Linked DNA regions of Sus scrofa: all the other regions are linked to region 1. A link is a contact called in public Hi-C and promoter capture Hi-C data. All regions are on one chromosome and are shown on one strand. The core of a region is the stretch at or near the end of the contact, and the rest is flanking DNA. Distances in the headings are between cores, read along the strand shown.

Evidence for each region. Promoter capture Hi-C pulls out the DNA fragments that hold promoters and counts their contacts. A called contact is a pair of places that touch in the nucleus more often than the background predicts.
Region 2: a Hi-C map of liver shows a contact between it and region 1, with 4 times the contacts expected there. The contact joins the promoter of IER2 here to the promoter of LOC100738906 in region 1. A contact is called at or near these places in 1 of 5 promoter capture datasets (liver) and 2 of 47 Hi-C or Micro-C datasets (liver and skeletal muscle).
Region 3: a promoter capture Hi-C map of liver shows a contact between it and region 1, with 7 times the contacts expected there. The contact joins the promoter of CALR here to the promoter of LOC100738906 in region 1. A contact is called at or near these places in 1 of 5 promoter capture datasets (liver) and 2 of 47 Hi-C or Micro-C datasets (heart right ventricle and skeletal muscle).

Annotation. Positions count from the first base shown.
Region 1 is chr2:68,675,445-68,679,374 of Sscrofa11.1, reverse strand. LOC100738906 (zinc finger protein 177-like) reads left to right here and starts at 1,724. Exons shown (of 6, transcript XM_021083777.1): 1 at 1,724-1,939.
Region 2 is chr2:65,910,637-65,914,566 of Sscrofa11.1, reverse strand. It overlaps IER2 (immediate early response gene 2 protein), which reads left to right and starts at 2,076. Exons shown (of 1, transcript XM_003123342.4): 1 at 2,076-3,930. The coding sequence starts at 3,282. It overlaps STX10 (syntaxin-10), which reads right to left and starts at 435. Exons shown (of 8, transcript XM_003480777.4): 1 at 257-435; 2 at 1-17. The coding sequence starts at 291.
Region 3 is chr2:66,100,035-66,103,964 of Sscrofa11.1, reverse strand. CALR (calreticulin) reads left to right here and starts at 1,891. Exons shown (of 9, transcript NM_001174133.1): 1 at 1,891-2,044; 2 at 2,411-2,512; 3 at 2,697-2,900; 4 at 3,328-3,422; 5 at 3,512-3,721; 6 at 3,805-3,918. The coding sequence starts at 1,954.

The DNA of each region.
Region 1 (3,930 bases), core at 475-2,974:
TTTATATCTATGATTTAAATCAGAGCATGCCCCTCATCTCTCAAAACTCCCCAATAATAATCAAATGGAAATGAAAATTTAGATGTTTATGTACAGTGTCTAGGAGTTAAACTAATAGAAAGATACAACCAGTTGAAGAAAAATTTAAACTTTAACACCCTAAAAGCGTTCCCATTGTGGTGCAGCAGTTTAAGGATCAGTGTTGTCACCCCTGTGGCTCAGGTTACTGCTGTGGAGCTAGTTCGGTCCCTGGCCCGGGAACTTCCACATGCCTCAGGTGTGGCCAAAAAAGAAAAAAAAAGTTGTTAAAAATAAATTATCGAATGAACCGCCATTGAATGCAATTTGGAAAAGTGCTAGGAATATTCCATTGTGGCAATCACGTATGACATGTTCTCTTGTATATATTTATTCTACTATCTGTCCTCCTCCCCAATTGAAATAAAAGTTTTGTGAATGCATGACTCAAATATTCCCTAAATGAATGAATGAAAGAAAAGTATTCAGGGAAACAATAGTAACTGCTTAAAACCAAAAAATTATACATATATAAAAGATATAAACATGTACATACATAATGTCTAAAAATCCACTATTTATTATATAAAACGAGATAGAAGTTTCTGTTGTGGCTCGGTGGGTTAAGAAATCTACGTAGTATCCATGAGAATTCGGTTCGATCTCTGGCCTTGCTCAGTAGGTTAAGGATCCTGTGTTACCACAAGCTGTGGCTTAGGTGGTCGATGTGGCTCAGGTTTGGCGTTGCTGTGGCATAGTCCGCAGCTGCAGCTCTGATTCGACCCCTTGCCCAGGAACTTCCAGATGCCGCAGGTGCGGCCCTAAAAAGAAAAAAACCCCAAAAAACTGGATAGATTTAAATTAACAGCTCCAAGATTAATGTACAAATGTTAAGACAAGTTCAAAGAACTTGAAACATTTTTGAGAAGGACAAGAAAGTTTGGAAATAAAGAATAGTGAAGAGGGATTTATCGGTTATTTACTGCTGTATAACAAACCAGTTCTGAAACATTGTCTCCCAGCACCAAGCTGCAAGAGCTCAGAAAAAAGCATTCTTTGAGTCTCCGGCTGCACGGTCCTTCTAGGACACGCACGAGGACCCGCCCAACCGACTTTGTACAGCTGTGCTCCCCCCCCCCCCAGCACCCTCCTCTCGCCTGGCTCCGCCCCCAAGGCTCCCAATTGGAGCCCGCTAGGAGGGGCCCAACGGCATCCAGTGGGGGGACACTAGAACTGCTTAGGCCAAGGCTGGAGGACGCGGTAGCAGCACCTCCCGCCGCCTCAGGACCTTCCTAGGTCGGGGCTCTGAGCCTTTCGCTTTCGGAGGACTAGCGTCTTTCCCGTTATAGCGCCACGACCTTCTTCGGGATCTGCCTCTGGCACTGACTAGTACGGCCCCGCCACTGGGAGGGCGGGGTCTCGGAGAGGGCCCGGAGACGGTGCCCCGGGGGGCGGGGTCTCTTTAAAGGCGGGGAGACCAGGATCCAGAGGAGCAGGGTCTGCTGGGGCCGGAAAACTAGGCTCAAGGGGGCGGGATCTAGGCGAGGGCGGGGAAATGGGCTCGGGAGGGCGGGGTTTCTTTAAGGGCGGGGGAAAAAAAGCTCCAGAGGGCAGGGTCTCGGAGAGGGCGGGGAGACTGGGCTCAGTTGGGGCGGGATCTAGGTTGGGGCGGAGAGATGGGGCTCCAGAGGGCGGGTCTCTGCGGGGGCGGGGCCCTGAAGCTTCGGAGGCGAGGTCTCGAGCGACAGGGGACACGCTGGTGTTGACCGAGTCTCCGTGTCCTTCCGTCCTCGTGACCTCGGCATTTTGTCGGTTTTTCGGGTGAGAGGCGCTGGTGAATTTTAGTCAAGGAAATCCCTTTTTGCCCTCCTCGTACAAGAAAATTTTACCCGGGATTTTTGCTTTTGTGAGCGGCATTGAGGTGAGGTTTTAAGATAGATTTTTCAGTTACTTACGTTTGATAAATTCGTCTGGGAAAAATACTTTCTCCGTTTTCCAGGGTCAGTGTAAATACGTACGTGTAATAAAACGAAAGGGAGGTGAAAACGTAAATAACAGGTCTTACAATTACATAAAGATTACTCAGCTCTGTACTTCCCAAGTCAGTTCCGACTCTCCTAGAGGCTATAATCACCGCAGAGTTTTAGAACATAGGGATCTCTTAATATTGATATTGTTAAAGTGAATGTTGGTACCATATGCTTGTATTTAAAGCGTGATAGAAACCTAAAGTATAAGGGAATTACATGACGTTTTATGTCTTAAAAACAGAACTCTCTGGGAAAAGGAGGAAGCAGCTTTCCTAATATTAGTAGCAGAAAATCGAATTTACTAACCTTAAACGAGATGCGTTTTGACCAAGTGGGTTTTTTTTTTTTTTTTTTTTTTTTTTGTCTTTCTGTGATTTCTTGGGCCCCTTCCGGGGCATATGGAGGTTCCCAGGCTAGGGGTCAAATTGGAGCTGTAGCCACCGGCCTACGCCAGAGCCACAGCAACGCGGGATCCGAGCCACATCTGCAGCCTACACCACAGCTCAGGGCAACGCCGGATCCTTAACCCACTGAGCAAGGCCAGGGATCGAACCCACAACCTCATGGTTCCTAGTCGGATTCGTTAACCACTGCGCCACGAGGGGAACTCCGGATTTTTTTTTTTTAATGACCTGCAAAACTCATGGATGAGAAATTGGACGAAAAATAATTTTGGAGGCAGTTCAGCAAAATAGACTCCTTGGTTCCAAAAGTATTTCTCACACCTTACCTTAAGAATTTTTCTGGAGTTCCCGTCGTGGCCCAGTGGTTAACGAATCCGACTAGGAACATGAGGTTGCGGGTTCGATCCCTGCCCTTGCTCAGTGGGTTAAGGATCCAGCTTTGCTGTGAGCTGTGGTGTAGGTCGCAGACGCGGCTCGAATCCCGCGTTGCTGTGGCTGTGGCGTAGGCTGGCGGCTACAGCTCCGATTCGACCCCTAGCCTGGGAACCTCCATATGCCGCGGGAGCAGCCCAAGAAATAGCAAAAGGACAAAAAAAAAAAAAAAAAAAAAAAGAATTTTTCTTAAGGGAGTTCCTGTTCTTGCGCAGCAGAAACGAATGCTACTAGGAACCATGAGGTTGCCCGTTTGATCCCTGGCCTTGCTCAGTGGGTTAAGGATCCAGCGTTGCTGTGGCTGAACCTGCATCTCAGTGCTCCCAAAATGCCACCAATCCCGTTGTGCCACAGCAGGCACTCCCATTTTAATATTTTTAATGTTTATATTACATAGAATTTATTTTTTACATTTTTACATTTATTTATACATATTTGTACATTTTTTACATTTTACATTTATATGCTTTTATCTACACGTTTTTATTTATATTTTTATGTTATTTTTATATGTATTTACATTTTACATTCATACATTTAAAATTTATATTATTTTTATATTATATTTTTTGATTTTCCATTTTACTAATGTACTCCAGGCCACAACTTTGGCACATTATAAGCAGCTTGCAATAATGTTGCCTTATTTTTTATTTTTCATTTTTTTTTAGGACTGCACCCTCTGCATATGTAAGTTCCCAGGCTAGGGGTTCAGTTAGAGCTGCAGCTACTGGCCTACACCACAGCCACAGCAATGCCAGATTCGAGCCTCATCTGCGACCTACAACACAGCTCACACCAACACCAGATCTTTCACCAGATCTTTCACCTGAGTGGGGCCAGGGATCTATCCTGCATCCTCATGGTTACTAGTCAGGGTTGTTACTGCTGAGCCACAAGAGACAGGTGTGTGGGAGGCTGCCTGGAGCCAGATGTTGGAGGGTCTTCCCTGTTGAGATTGGAGGAGGTACTCTAGAAGACCTTAAGTCCTTAAGGGAAGGGGCATAATCAGATCTGTGGTCACATAATCAGATCATCTTTTTTCT
Region 2 (3,930 bases), core at 827-3,326, 2.8 Mb after region 1:
CCGCCTTCTGCACCTCGCTGCAGGCAGGGGCACAGCGGGCACAGCTGGGGGCAGGCAGTCTTCCTGCCCATACTGCGCACCCAAACGAATTGGGGGCTCACGAGACCCTCATATCCCCCTGTGTACCCCTCCCACACGGCCACGGGGCAATCCCGACGGTGGTGCCCAGAATACCTGGCACGCTCCGGCTGGCACCCGGGCACTGGCTGGCAGGGGGACAGGACACCCTCTGCCCTCCCCCTTCGCTGTCACTCACCCTCGTACTACAAAAAACGGATCTTCGAGAGACATATCACGCCTCCCACCCGCCCGAGGCCGAGCCCCCTCCCCTCTCGGCCTTGGACGCAGGTTCCCTCCAAGCAATGCAGAACTCGCCGTCACCCACCCGCCCGCTCCCGTCACGTGACCCAGGCCACCAACGAGAGCGGAGCCACAAGGGGAGAAAGAGAGGCCTTAGAGGCCCGAAGTGTGGAAATTTCCGCTCTCTCTTCGGCCATCTTGGTTGTGGGCGGAAACGGCTTCCTGCCCGTACCTATTCCTCTTCGCATCTTGGTCCACAGATGTGTCAGTTCTGTCTGGCTGGGTTCGAGTCAGAGCTCCCTACGCCTTGGTTGAAGACCCAGGCCTTCGGATTGTTGCTGCGCAACCATGGTTTCCCTTCTGGGCAATATAAATAACAATAGTCTCCTTCAAATCCGGTCAGATTATGGCTGGGGAAGTGGCTCCTTCAATTAGTAGATCATCTTTATGATGCTCCTGCACCTAGATCCTGTCCTGGAAGATGGTTCCAGCCCAGGGTCAGGTGTGACAGGTTTGGGGAGCAGTATGGGGATGGGTGGTCTCTCCACCTTCCCGCGGGGCCAGGGTGAACTGCAGGCATTCTGTGACGAGTTCTGTTTGATTTACCCCTCCTCTTTTTTTCCTGCGGAGGAGGGAAGCATCCCGGGGCAGGATGGCCCTGGATGGGGGCCCTGGAAATGCTTCTGGAGGGTAGGATCTTTCTGGGTGCGACCTGGGGGTCGTGGGAGGGAGTGTGGTGGGGGCAACTCTGAAGATAGCCTGCAATGAAGTCCTTTGCGCGTGGAGTGGGACCAGGGAATGTCTGGAGAGGGACTCAGGGTGGCCGCCTGTGCGACAGAACCTTTATGTGTGGGGTCTCCGAGAAAGCATTTTTTTTTTATTGGTGGGGGGGACCGTTGCCCGAGTGGGGTCCTGATTCTTGGAGCGGGCTATCTTAAGAAACCCTCAGAAGGTCGCCCCTGTTGTGTGTCAGAGACAGCGCCTGGGCGGGGGATGTCGTTGTGGAGTTTCGTGGGATTGGGAGTGTGGGGGAGCGGGGATGAGGACGTTCTCAGCGAGTAATATATGGCAGGATCGCTGAATGGGAGCGGTTTTGGGAGAAGTCTTTTAGAAGAGAGAATAATTGACCCCCCCATGTGTCAGAGTTGGAGATGGGGGACCTGAGCGTGATCCAGAGGTGCAAAGGAGGATCACTTTAAGGGGAGGGGCAGGATCTCCATGGAGGGGACCAGAATGAGAGTCCTCAGGGAGTAGCTGCTTGAGTTGGCAAGGTCTTTGTGTAGATCTCTGGGATACGGCGTCAGAGTGAACAGTGAGGTAGCCCCTACACGCCAGCAGGGGCTTTTCTGGAGGGGCGTCACATCTTCCCGGTCTCCGGAGGGAAGGAAGCGAAACTTTCTCCTTCCTCTCTGTGGGCCGGGCTGAACGCCGCTCCGGAAACCGGGGGCTCCAGCCAGCCCTAGCTGCCGGGAGAGAAAGAGCGGAGGGGGCGTGTCCGGAGGCTAAGGCACCACCCCCGCCCGGAAGAAGCCCGTGGCTGTCCCGTATCGAGATCCGGGTTCCTGTCCTTATATGGGCAGCCGGAAGCGGCTCACGCGCACGCTCTACGTCATTACTTCCAAATTTAGTGGTGGAAGTCTAGCAGATCTCTTGGCGGGAAGGCTCGCGCAAGAGTTGGGGGCGGTGGAGCCTTCCCTTAAAGGGCCCGCACCACGAATGAATGGAACTATTCGAACCGTATTGCTTTTTTTTTTTTTTTTTTTTTTTCCTGAGTAACTGGAATTAGGTTTCCTTGGAACTGTAGTGCGAAGCGGAAGGTGGGGCGGCTGTTTTCTATCTGCTCTATTTCTGAGTTGTTCAGTTTTCAGCTTCTACCCCAACTCCGCCTCCTGGGGAGCAGAGGCGGAGCACCGCTGCGTCGTTTGGGGGGCCACAGCCACGTGCTCACTCGGGTTGTGTTGCGGCTGGGTACTCCGCCTTACGAGTTCCACGCCCACGGTGGATTTCGTGCCTAGGGAAACAGACGAAGTGGGAGGGTGATTCTTGCGGAGCGCAGAGATGGCAGCCTGGACTGCACTTGTGTCTGCAGACATCCGCCGCCCGTGGAGTGGGCATCTTTGCTCTAAGGCAACGCAACCAGCGTGTCCCGCCTTCTTACCGCTTCCATACGGAGGGGAATGGAGAGGGCTGGAGGCCCAAACGGTCTCGTTTCACCGCAGTAGCCCATTTATTTGTTTAGCAAATATTGGACGAATCACTCTTGTCTAGGTTTCCCCACCTGAAGAAATCAGATATAACTACCCTCCGCGGAGTGGAGGTGAGAGATCAATAACATATTTATGAAAGGAAAGACTTTAGCGCGTGGCACATAGTAAGTGCTTAATAAATGTTGCTAGCATCGTTATTAACAACAAAAAAACGTTAATTAAGAGACTGGTAGATGCTAGGCACTGTTCCCACGGGGGATGTACCGGCTGGAACCCGGGTCTTCCCAGGTGCGAAAGGAAACTTACAAGCTAAGGCCAGCTCGCTGGGCTCTACAGACGCAACCCGTGGGTCGGCCCTGAGCCCCACCTACGGCCCCCCTACACTGGGCCTGCGCAAGGATGCACTGGGGCCACTGAGAAAGGATACCGCCGGGAGAGGTCAGCTTGGACTGGGGAACGCTCACCCTCTACAAGTTCGGGTCCCTTTTCATCTCAGGGTAAATCCCACCCTGTCCCTTTAAGGAGTCTCTAGCCCCGCTGCGCTGCGGAAAGCCCGGATGCGGCTCTCTGATTGGGCGGGGCGTCTCCGTGACATCACACTGGGTACAAAAGGGCCCGGGTGGCGGGCGGCCGGGCAGAGCGTCCTACTAGTCTCTCAGTGTGGGTATCTCCGCAGAGAGAGGCGTGAACGAACGCATAGTCTGGAGTGCACCTGCCACCTCCCCTGCCCAGCCCAGAGTCCCCGCCAAACCTCGGTCCCGCCGTCGAGTCGTCATGGAAGTGCAGAAAGAGGCGCAACGCATTATGACCCTGTCCGTTTGGAAGATGTACCATTCGCGCATGCAGCGCGGTGGCCTACGGTTGCACCGGAGTCTGCAGCTGTCGCTGGTCATGCGTAGCGCCCGGGAGCTCTACCTTTCGGCAAAGGTGGAAGCCCACGAGCCTGAGGTGCCCTTGCCACCCGCCCGCTCCCCTGATCCTCGCCTACACCCACCGCGAGAAGCGGAAGCCGCAGCCAATGCAGCGCTCCCCGACGGTGAGCCTCCCTCTCCGGAACCCATGGACACGCAGGAGGCGCCGAGAATCGAGGAGACCCCTGCCCCCTGTGCCCCGCGCCCTGCCAAAGTCAGCCGCAAGCGGCGAAGCAGCAGCCTGAGCGACGGTGGGGACGCCGCACTGGTCCCGAGTAAGAAAGCCCGTCTAGAAGAAGAGGAGGAAGGGGCCCCTTCGGAGGTCCTCAATCGCCTGCAGCCCCCTCCGGCGCAAACGGAGGGCGCCTTCCCCAATTTGGCGCGTGTCCTGCAGAGGCGCTTCTCCGGCCTCCTGAACTGCAGCCCCGCCGCCCCGCCGACGGCGCCGCCGGCGTGCGAGGCGAAGCCGGCTTGCCGCCCGGCTGATAACATGCTGAACGTGCTGGTGCGGG
Region 3 (3,930 bases), core at 642-3,141, 2.6 Mb after region 1:
CTCTTTTTTTTTGCCACAGCTGGCATGTATAAATTTCCAGCTAGGGATGGAATAGGAGTTGCAGCTGCCAGCCTACACCATAGCCACAGCCACCCCAGATCCCAGCTGCATCTGTGAACTTCACTGCCGCTTGAGGCAATGCCAGATCCTTAACCAACTGAGCAAGGCCAGGGAATGAACCTGCATCTTCACAGACAGTGCATCGGGTTCTTAACCCACTGGGCTACAATGGGAACTCTCTCAAAATCTCCTTCTAACTTCAAAATGCTTTACCCATTTTTGTTTAATTCTAGCAAGAACCCTTCTTTCCTTCCTTCTGTCACACATAAAGTAGGTTTTAAGTTTGTTCTGTGACAGGTGCTGCAGAACACCTGCAGGGGGATTGTGAGGTTAACAGGTACAGTGTCTACCTTCTGGCAGGAAGCACCAAGACCACATGTCCATGACACATGTGAAAGGGAGGGAAAGCAAGTCACTGGAAGTTCCTTTGGGGTCCTGGGGGGGATGGGGCAGGAGGGGTGCAGGTTGGGCACCCCTACTGGATACTGCCTTGGGGAAGGGGCAGAACCACAACTTCTCCAAGATCCCTCATTCCTCCCTTTTCTGAGTTCCCACCACTAGAGGGGAAGCACCCCTACCTACCCTCCTTCCAAAGTTCCCTCCCACTTCCCAGGTCCAGAGCCTATTTGCTCATAGTTTGGGAAACCCCCAGCTCTCCTTCCTCCTTCCTGTAGCCTAGGGGCAGGGAGCTGGTGTCAGTCACTGTCATGCGCCTCTGGCTTCAGAAGAAGGCTCCAGATTTAGGGGTCCTGCCCACCTCTCTTGGACCTTATCTTCCCCACCATCTGTCCCTTTTACTCCCTCCCCAACTGAACCCCCTGCCCCCTCCTCTTTAGCCGTTTAATTGCAAAAGCGAGCCGTTTGTGGGAGACCACAAGACAGTGACCCCTTTCAGTCTACCGGCTGAGGAAAGGGTGGAGGGTATATATTGGAGAGGCTCCAATAAAGGGAACAACCCTACGGAGCCACAGCCTGTAGTCACATCTTCAAGCCATCTGGGCTTCCTTCCTTTTGTCCCAGGACGTCCCTAAGATCTTTGAAAGCACTTCTGCCAGGCAGCAGCTGGCCAGCGTCGCTCCTCTTGGCCTTTCAGGAGCTCCTGTGACTTCAGAGAGGCTAGGTGACTTGACCCATTTCACACAGCAGCAGTCTTGACAAAGCGGCCAGGACACTAGGAGCCACATGGAGGAGAGAGCCCGCACTATCCCCGCAAGGCTGCATGGCTCTGGCGCTAGGGTGAAATGAAGCCCCAGGGCCCGGTGACCTCTGCCTCATCCTGGGCAGGGCGGGGTGACTGGAGAGAAAGAAAGAGGAAGAGAAAAAGAGAGGGTTGAATTAGAGAGGCTCCCCAAATTCGCAACAGAAAAAGGCTAGGAAAACCTTGCCCACCCAGCCCCATAGAGGGGATGAGCAGAGGCGAGGCTGGAACAGGGTCATAGCTCAGCGCAGTGGCACCTGCACTCGCGCGCGTTCTTTAAACGCCCAGCTGTGAAGACAGGCTCGCGGGCTAGGGCGGGGTTGGGCCGAGGTCTGGTCACATGACCTAGCCTGAGGGGCTGGAGGCCCCCACTCCACCGGTGGGCGTCCCCCACAACGCGTGGTCGACCTTCATTGGCCAGTGGTGCGGCCAATAGAAATCGGCCATCTGGGAACCCAGCGTGCCGAGGCACAGCCGAACATGCTGAGCCGACAAAGATCCAATGGAAAGGCAGGATTATAGCCACAGACCAATGATACGGCGGGGGAGGAGGGTCAAAGAGGCAGGACCAGGTTGGTTTGAGAGCGGGCCCGGTATAAAGGCTCGCGGCCGGCGGTAGCGTCCGTCCGTACTGCAGAGCGGCTGCTGGAGGAGTGACTTAAGGGGCCCGCGCGCCGCCGCCCCCTCGGCCCGCCATGCTGCTCCCAGTCCCACTACTGCTCGGCCTTGTCGGCCTGGCCGCCGCTGAACCCACTATTTACTTCAAGGAGCAATTTCTGGACGGAGGTAAGCTTTAGTCCCGCCTCGAGGCCTCTCTAACGAGGCGGCTGGCCACCTAGCCCATATCTGCGTGTCTTCTGTAATTACTGCTCAGAGGGCCAACACGGTAGTCTTCAGGGACTAAAGCCGCAAGGCGATCCTTCCTTCTCCGTCCCTGAGGAGCGTGGAGGGCGCAGCGGCCTTCTGCGGCCGGAGTTAGGGCTCGCCCGAGGCTCTCTTAAGCCATTAGAGATGTCAAACTAGAGGCCGGGGTAGGGGAAGTCAGAGAGAAGAATAGCTCTTTATTTGACCCTAGCAGCTTGTGGGTCTTGGTAGATGTTTTTTGGGGGGTGATGAGCAAGGCCGCGCTGACCTGCTCCTCTGGTCCCCTAGACGGGTGGACTGATCGCTGGATTGAATCCAAACACAAACCGGATTTTGGCAGATTCGTTCTCAGTTCCGGCAAATTCTACGGTGACCAGGAGAAAGATAAAGGTAAGAACCTAGGGATGGGTTCTCAGATCCAGGAGGACTTCCTGGAGGAAGCTCCTAATCATCACACAGCTTGGGTACCCCTAGGAACAGAGCAGGGGGAGGAAGGGGCAGTCGTCTCTATTTCCCACATAAGGGTACTCCGGGGATTGGGCTGAGCCGTGACCTCACTATCGTCCCTTGCTAGGGCTACAGACAAGCCAGGATGCCCGGTTTTACGCTCTGTCGGCCAGATTTGAGCCCTTCAGCAACAAGGGTCAGACGCTGGTAGTGCAGTTCACGGTGAAACACGAACAGAACATCGACTGTGGGGGTGGATACGTGAAGCTGTTTCCAGATGGTTTGGACCAGACAGACATGCATGGAGACTCCGAATACAACATCATGTTTGGTGAGGGGGCCCCACCCTGATCCTGACCTCTGGTTAGTTAGACGGAGCCTGAAACCCCGTGTGTTCCTTATATATAGCCCATGAAAAGTAGTCTTGAGAGCACAGAAAACCCTTACATGCTTAAGTTTTTCTTTGGAAGGGAAGCTGAGGGAATAGTTACAGTTAACAACTTTCTGCTTTGTTTTTGGTTTAAGGCTGATAGTCTGTGTGATGTTTATGTAGCTATTTTCCAATTCTACAAGTTCTCTGAGCACTTAATTTCTCTCCTTTGACTCTTTATTCTTAGTCCCTTAGAGATAAAGTCTGAATTCTGTTTTGAGCTTTGCAGACCTGCGTTTAAGAACCAAGTTTTCTTTTTGAAAAGGGGTGGGGGCGGGGCTCAGTGGTGGGGAGCCTCTAACTCTAACCGGACCTACTTCTCACCAAGGCCCGGACATCTGTGGCCCTGGCACCAAGAAAGTTCATGTCATCTTCAACTACAAGGGCAAGAACGTGCTCATCAATAAGGATATCCGTTGCAAGGTGCATCTGGGGGTGGTAACAAATGGCTGTCAGGGGAGGCTCAGAGGCCAGCCTGGTGGGTGGGGCCGCTCATCTCCTACTCTCTTCAGGATGATGAATTCACACACCTGTACACACTGATTGTGCGGCCCGATAATACTTATGAGGTGAAGATTGACAACAGTCAGGTGGAGTCAGGCTCCTTGGAGGACGATTGGGACTTCTTGCCGCCTAAGAAGATAAAGGATCCTGATGCTGTGAAGCCTGAAGACTGGGACGAGCGAGCCAAAATTGATGACCCTACAGACTCCAAACCTGAGGTTGGTGCTTGGGTGGGGCTTCCCTCAAGGTGAAGAGTGTGGAGGACAAGTGCGACGCTTCTGATCTCCCTGTGTGCCTTCAGGACTGGGACAAGCCTGAACACATTCCTGACCCTGATGCTAAGAAGCCCGAAGACTGGGATGAAGAGATGGATGGAGAGTGGGAACCGCCAGTGATACAGAACCCAGAGTACAAGGTGAGCCTGGGA